2 separate regions of the Danio rerio genome follow, and region 1 is linked to region 2. A link is a contact called in public Hi-C data. All regions are on one chromosome and are shown on one strand. Each heading gives the region's core, a stretch centred on a gene start, on an enhancer-like site or on the middle of the called end of the contact. The rest is flanking DNA. Distances are from core to core; before and after follow the strand shown. Region 1 holds the start of kcnq5a (potassium voltage-gated channel, KQT-like subfamily, member 5a). Region 2 holds the start of LOC141377014.

Evidence for each region. Hi-C and Micro-C count contacts between places; a contact is called where the count stands out from the background.
Region 1: a Hi-C map of an unstated tissue shows a contact between it and region 2, with 2.3 times the contacts expected there. The contact joins the promoter of kcnq5a here to the promoter of LOC141377014 in region 2. A contact is called at or near these places in 2 of 18 Hi-C or Micro-C datasets (hematopoietic stem cells and an unstated tissue).

The regions. Positions count from the first base shown.
Region 1 is chr13:30,849,124-30,852,769 of GRCz12tu, forward strand. kcnq5a (potassium voltage-gated channel, KQT-like subfamily, member 5a) reads right to left here and starts at 2,303. Exons shown (of 16, transcript XM_073920928.1): 1 at 2,190-2,303.
Region 2 is chr13:30,678,567-30,682,247 of GRCz12tu, forward strand. It overlaps LOC141377014, which reads left to right and starts at 2,394. Exons shown (of 3, transcript XM_073920126.1): 1 at 2,394-2,408. The coding sequence starts at 2,394. The region is part of intron 2 of kcnq5a (potassium voltage-gated channel, KQT-like subfamily, member 5a); the gene reads right to left.

The DNA of each region.
Region 1 (3,646 bases), core at 1,053-3,552, 170 kb after region 2:
TCAGAAATGTTTGATTACTTTACACACTTTGTTTACAAATATTCTACCTGGCTGTATTTGACTTTACTTGACACTGTGCATTGCATAATGTACTATTCAGAGGGAACCACTGAGTACTCTTGCATGAGTAGCTCTAGGTTGGCAATTTTGTTGCCATTAAAACAATTGTTTGTCATGCAAATATAAGCAATAAACAGGCAAGTTAAAGTTTTAAAGAAAATATGACAAAGAAAAAAGTGTGCCAGACTTAGTAAGCGAATTAATAAGCAATTAGGCTGACATGAAATAAAGAGATTGGCAGCACAGTATCTCTCTCACTCTGTGTGCATGTGTGTGTGTGTGTGTGTGTGTGTGTGTGTGTGTGTGTGTGTGTGTGTGTGTGTTTGAAAAAGTGAGATGCCAAACGCAGCTGTGCAGCTCTTCACTGACTGTCTCTGTGTAAATCAGGGATTTTGTCCAGGATAACATTATCACTGGAACCTTACATTACAGTGTTATCCTTTAATGTTAACACTTCACACATAGCTTCAATGCAAGCAAATGTCATACAACTGTTTGTGATTATCATGATATCTAAAAATTATAAGAATAATAAATAAAATAAAATAATAGCAAATCAAAGATGGTAATATCAGGCTTGGACACACTGTAAAGAAAATATCGTGCATCAGCCAGTTTAAATGTTAAAAAGTAAACAATGCTTTACATGCATTAGTAATTGGGTATATTTTAGCCTTTAACTGCTTGAATTTCTACATAATGTGCAAACTGAGTGGATTTAAAAACAACTCGTACTAAGAATAGATTTATATAAAGCATGACTTTGCCATATGGGCTTCTCTAACAGCTGCGCGAAAGCCGTTCAAGCTTTCATTAAGAAAACTGCCAAGAGAGTAACAGAAAGGCAAACAAACAAGCCTAATGAACAACAATACCTTGTGTTTACAAAACAAATATTGTTATAATTTTTTATTGAGTTCACCCTCAAGCGCAGACCTGAGATTTTATCAAATCAATTAATTATAAATTATTTAGAAAGCCAATCTATAATATAATATTGCAAGCAAGGCTTAAATTCACTGATGTATAAATAAGCAGCAGGAATAAAGCATAAATTATTATGGACAATACATTTTTATCCTTATGTTGGTTAATTGTTTTGCTGGTAAGGGTATATTTTCTGCTACCGCTTTTCACACATTATGATGACAATAAAATGCATTTGGTTATGTTTCTGATGACATTATTTTCTCCTACTGTGCAGTGGCTTGTTCTCATGCACAGCTAACAACAACACACTCTAGTGGTGTGAGTCTGTTAATACAGACCTAGAAATCACACAAAAACACCAAATACAATATATTGTGGTTCCATATATTGTGGACTGCCTTCATTTAATATTACTCTATAATCACATTTGCACCGATTTAGAGGTTAGGCTTAGAATATAGAAACTCTATATTTAGTAAATTGTAAGGTCCCCGCGTTATCTATCAATCTAAACCACATTTCTGCACAATGTGAGTGTAGGCCTATGGGCAACGAGAACCCAGACAAGGTCTTCAAAAAAAAAAACAAAAAAAAACCCTATCTTAAAAAATGGCCACGAGGATTATATGGTCATCGGGATCAAGGCAAACAGAAATGAGTAACGAGTTTTAGAATATTAGCAATTGATTCATTTGAAAAATGGAGCGCAAGTTATGCTTTTTACATATTTGTAAGACTGGCCATAAATCAAGCACCGTTTAAAAATTGTTTGAAATCTTTTCACGGCGCTGGTTTCATTTCCCAGGGAGTCTGAGACGAGAACAGACACTTTCCATTAACAACAGCTGACTGGCAAAGCAACAGCTCTGAGTTTATGAATGCACTGGGCCTGTTTCACGGCTGATTCACCTGCATAAGGACCACCGAAAACAGATCAGGCTTCAGTATATTCAATATTTTCTAACTTCTTAATGGTTAATCTTAATTGATCTGTCCAACTAATTATTCAAAACGCGAGTTACGTCATTTGAAGAAACGATGAATCGCACTGTCAAATTCAGTTGTGACTGATTCGGTGATTCACTCGTTACCAGACAGCTGATTTGTTTATTGGCCATTCTTTTTCAAACAAATGGTAATCAGTCTGACTTGTCACGTTATATGTTTGCAGTTCATTAGAAAAAAGATGATCTACTTACTATTATTTTTCCGTCGGGCTTGCAGTAAGAGCTCATGTCCCCGATTTATTCAGCTGTCTATGGCCCATGATACCTCGCGGTAATCAGCGTTGCCAACTATTTCCATTAAAAAGTAGCTAAAGCCTGGCCAAAAAGTAGTTAAATGTTACCCGATGACGTCACATCCCAATTTGCATATCTGTGACGTACCTGTCATGTGTTTTCTTGGTGAGGCGCCGTGTATTATATTATATTAAACATTAACGTTAGATCTAGATGCACAATAAATAGGTTCTTATTAACATAGGCTACAACTTTCTGTGATGACATCATTGCGTAATCACAACTCAAAACTTCATCTTTATGTATACAAAATAATTCATGTTTTCTCAAATTGACTGGCTATCTCATCAAAAACATATGTCCATTTAGCTTAGATTTGTATAAAAAATATAGTTTACTATTTGTACAATACAAACACTTTTAGAATTTAGATTTTAAAACACAACACTGATAATGAACAGTTACATTCTTAAACAGTCACAGCTTGTGTACTTACTCTTTTTAACTTGTGCAATTAACACATTTGTGAAAGTGACAACAATTATAGCACTATTGGAATTTATTTCTACCTAAATTAACAATTATACATGTTAACAAGCATCAGTAAATTAACAGTTATGTAAGGTGACGCAGTGGCGCAGTTGTGCTGTCGCCTCACAGCAAGAAGGTCACTGAGTCTCGGCTGGGTCAGTTGGTGTTTCTGTGTGGAGTTTGCATGTTCTCCCTGCGGTTTCCCTCGCAGTTCAAAGATATGCGGTACAGGTGAATTGGGTAGGCTAAATTGTCCGTGGTGTATGAGTGTAAATGAGTGTGTGTGTATGTTTCCCTGAGATGGGCTGTGGCTGAAAGGGCATTCGCTTCGTGAAAACATGCTGGATAAGTTGTAGTGACCCCAGATTAACAAAAGGACTAAGCTGAAAAATTAATGAATGAATAACAGTTATGAAAAACAATAGCAATTTACTCTGCTGAACGAAGCCAGCAGCCACTGCTCTTTAAAGTCACTTTTTAAAAATTGCCAAAAGTAGCCAAATGAATGGTAAATATTGCTAAATTTGTTGCTATGGGTGCTTTTTAAAAAATAAAAAAGTTGCTTGGGTAGTATGAAAAGTTGCTAAATCTAGCAAGAAAATTGCTAAATTGGCAACTCTGGCGGTAATTATGAGAGTAACTTCCGCTAAACTGTGATTATGGAGTGTTTTTAAAAAAACTGTGTAGTAGTACAACGAGGTGGCATTGCTTTGTTTAAGTTCATCCAATTGAGTATTAAAAGCAATTTATGAGTATTACAAGTCAGTTCAGTCAACCTCAAAAACCTAAAAATGAGTCTTTCCAGAATATTGTAAAATATTGAGTTAGTATATTGTATTATGTTTAGATAATTTCCAAATAATTAACAGAGCAAGGCAATTTTC
Region 2 (3,681 bases), core at 1,144-3,643:
GATGTGTAGTTGTCAGGGGTGAGGTGTCTGAATAACACAGCTAAGTAACGGTACAATGCACTTGGGCAACTGCTGCGATCGGACACTATACTAATGTCTGCGATCCGGGGGTGTATAGACTGTATCAAAAACCGGTGGGTGTGAAATTACGGGATTTTTCCAGGAGAAATAACAAAACGGGAGGGTGGCAGGAGATAGGTCTAAAATATTGGACACTCTCGGAAAAAAACAGGAGTGTTGGCAGGTATGATTTTTTGGCAAATCACCTACTGCACTTTTAAAATAAATTTGGGAGTAAATAAAAGGTAAACAAACTAACCAATGTGTGGGTGTCGGGGGTGAGGTGTCTGAATAACACAGCTAAGTAACGATACTATACACCGGGTTTTGGGCAACTGCTGCAATCAGATACTATACCAAAGCCGGCGATCCAGGGGTGTTATGGACTGTACCAAAAATCAGTGGGTGTGAAATTGGGATTTTTCCAGGAGAAATAAATTACATATATATATATATATATACTTTTTTAAGTTTGGAGAGACAGTGAGAAGTGAACATTTTTATTTACTAAGCATTCACTTTGCTTACATTACCTTAAAGTATCTAACATCTCTCCATTTCACACTTTTGAAAGACCACTCTATTAATATTAATGCAGGAGCACAAAGGTATAAAGGCCTGGACTGAGCATCAAACTCTCCAAATTGCAGATGAAATATAAAGTAAGCTTGAAGGGTGTTTATATAACTGGCTATGTATCCATGTCTGTGATCAATAACAAAGCAGTTGTGGGATTTGTGCGCAACTCTGTTAACAGATGTTTCCTGCTGACAGCCCTCACCTGTTTCTCTGTCTTTCTTTTTCTCTCTTTTTCGTGTCTATGAGACAGCCTGTCTGACCTACTCCTCACCCTTTTAGTGCTTGGCCAACACATGCACACCCACACAGGCCAGACTCTTTCAGTTAGTGTGAGGGCTTCTGTGAATCTCATAACACTCCATAGTATTACAATCCCCAAAGACTGGATCGTGACAGAGTTTATGAGTCATTGCAGGATATAGCACTTTCCATATCCTGGTGGTACAGCACACCACAACCATAACACTCAAACTGGTGTCATGCTACTCAACTACAGCATGTTTATTGCATTTAAGCATGCATTCAAAATGCACACACACACACACACACACACACACACACACACACACACACACACACACACACACACACACACACACACACACACACACACACACACAAAATAAGACTTCTGCTTTAATCATTACTGTAATCCAATGGCAGCAGAAACACAAAACATTCGTTTAGCTCCAAATGTCTGAAAACAATAGTAAAGATGCATCTACTTTGCACTACTTTCTTACAGGGTTTTTGCTGGTTTCATAAAGTCAAATTTAAGACTTTTAAGATCTTTCTAAGACCATAATGAATGAAATTTCAGACTTATATGGCTAAACGCTAAAATGTTTTAATGGTCCATAAGGAAAAAAGTACTTGCCCTATCTATTATGATTTGCCTATATTTCTAATTAGTTATTTCTTAGTTCTAATTTCACATATTTTAAATAATGTCAAAACAAGCAAACCCTAGTTTGTTTATATATATATATATATATATATATATATATATATATATATATATATATATATATATATATATATATATATATATATATACGTTTTGCAACATATCTAACATAATTAACAACATAAAAAACTCTTTAAAAACTAAACGTTTGCATAACAGACTGCTCTTAATGATTTATTCAGATGTAATTGTTGGTGACTGGAAATATGACTGAGCAGGAACAAAGTAAAATTATTCCAGGAGAGGGACACACAGTAGCACAGGCTGCCAGATACAGTATGTGTGGATGTGCCACAGCCTGCAAGACAGTAGATAAACTTATTTATATGTATGTGTAATGTGTGTATTACTGTATGCTTCCCTACTGTCTACCACAGTGACCATTTTTATGTGTGTGTGTTTATATGTTAAACACTGTGGTTTGAAATGTTCAACTGCTTTTATTTCTTACATTTAAGTTTAAATTATTATGATATTTAGTTTCTATTCTTTTATTTTATTGTAGTTTTAGAGTTGTCCTCCTATTTTAAGCTTTGGTAATATTGTATCATTTACACTTATGCCAATAAAGCAATTTTGAATTGAGTTGAATTGATTGGATGTGTGTTGGATCAACTGGGTAGCTTTACATAAATAAACAGGGTTATATTTCAGTCAATTTAAGACTTTTTAAGAGCTTGCGGATACCCTGTTTGTAGTGTGATGCTGCTGTAACACACTTTAAAGGTCTGCAGAATTTCAATAATTACAATGCATAAATATGAACTCTGACCTTCAAATGCTCTAGATGAAGCTGAGGCCTGTAAGAGTTTATTTGATGTTGAAATGTCAAGAAGATGCACTTTTTATTATTTTTTCCTGCAATTTGAGATCAAATCAGAGCAGTGTATATGCTCTCAGAAAGTATCTGCTAAGAGAGACCAAACCCTTATATTTTACATAGTTTTCATTAAAATAATATCATCCTTACAATAATTTTAGTACAAAAAATAATGAAAAACAATCAAACAGTTTAATAAGTCACTTCACATCCAAATCCAATCCAAAAAGTCACATAAATTACAGTATACTGTATGCTAGTTAGATTTTTAAATAGCTCATGTCCAGTGTTGTGTTTTTATCATAATTTATGTAGCATTGTTGTCCTGCAAGACACAACATTTCGTTCCTCTGTATGTCCCCACATGTAGCGGAAATCTAGTTTGATTCCCTTTACCAACACTTAAGGGTGTTTTTACACCTGCCTCATTTACTGCGATTGAACTGCACTAGAATTAATTTTCCTATTTGGGGCATTTCATTTGGCCAGTTATGAATGGAGCAATCACACTTGAAAATACACACAAAAAGTGGACCAAACAAGCATACAGAGACTTGCTTGAAAAGGTAGGTTCAGTTCTCTTTCAAGAAGATTGTTTGTATCAAGAACATGATTCAAAAACTCAAAAAGACCCAACTGCAAAAATTCACATGTTTGGGCTAAACCAGCTGTAATAGTCAGCTGCATTGTGTACTTGATAAGGGAAAGTATTTGTTTACAGTGTTGAAATCCATGGTAGCTCATAGATAAACCTCTGACTTGTGATGCACCTTTATCACTTGCAGTCCATTAAAACATCTTTTCCTCATCTCTTTGTTTACTTTTTGGAGTACTGTAGGACTATTCACAAATGTTTGTTCTGACCAATCAAAAAATCCTTTAGGAAATACAATATGTTGAATGACACATTTGGGGAAACAAGTGATGTCTATGTTGTCACATGACTGCATTTTGGTTTGTTTTAAATGATTTTGACCAGAGACCAAAACTGTAACAATGCATATTTGTTGCCCTTGCTCAGAGCTAATTAACCCAAACCTTTAAAATGTGCATCCTTTATTCAATGTTTGACGTAATCTCAACTGAAAAATTATTAAGGGAAAGGGCATCAAGTAGCTCTTCCTCTTTAAAAAAAACAGCCAAATATGTTCTGTTTTTATCACAGGTCTGCCAGTAAGCATGGTTGAGCTCGAAAAACAAAAAATGAAAAACAAATAAGAAGTGTCTTGAAGGGAGTGGGACATGTCAGATAGAG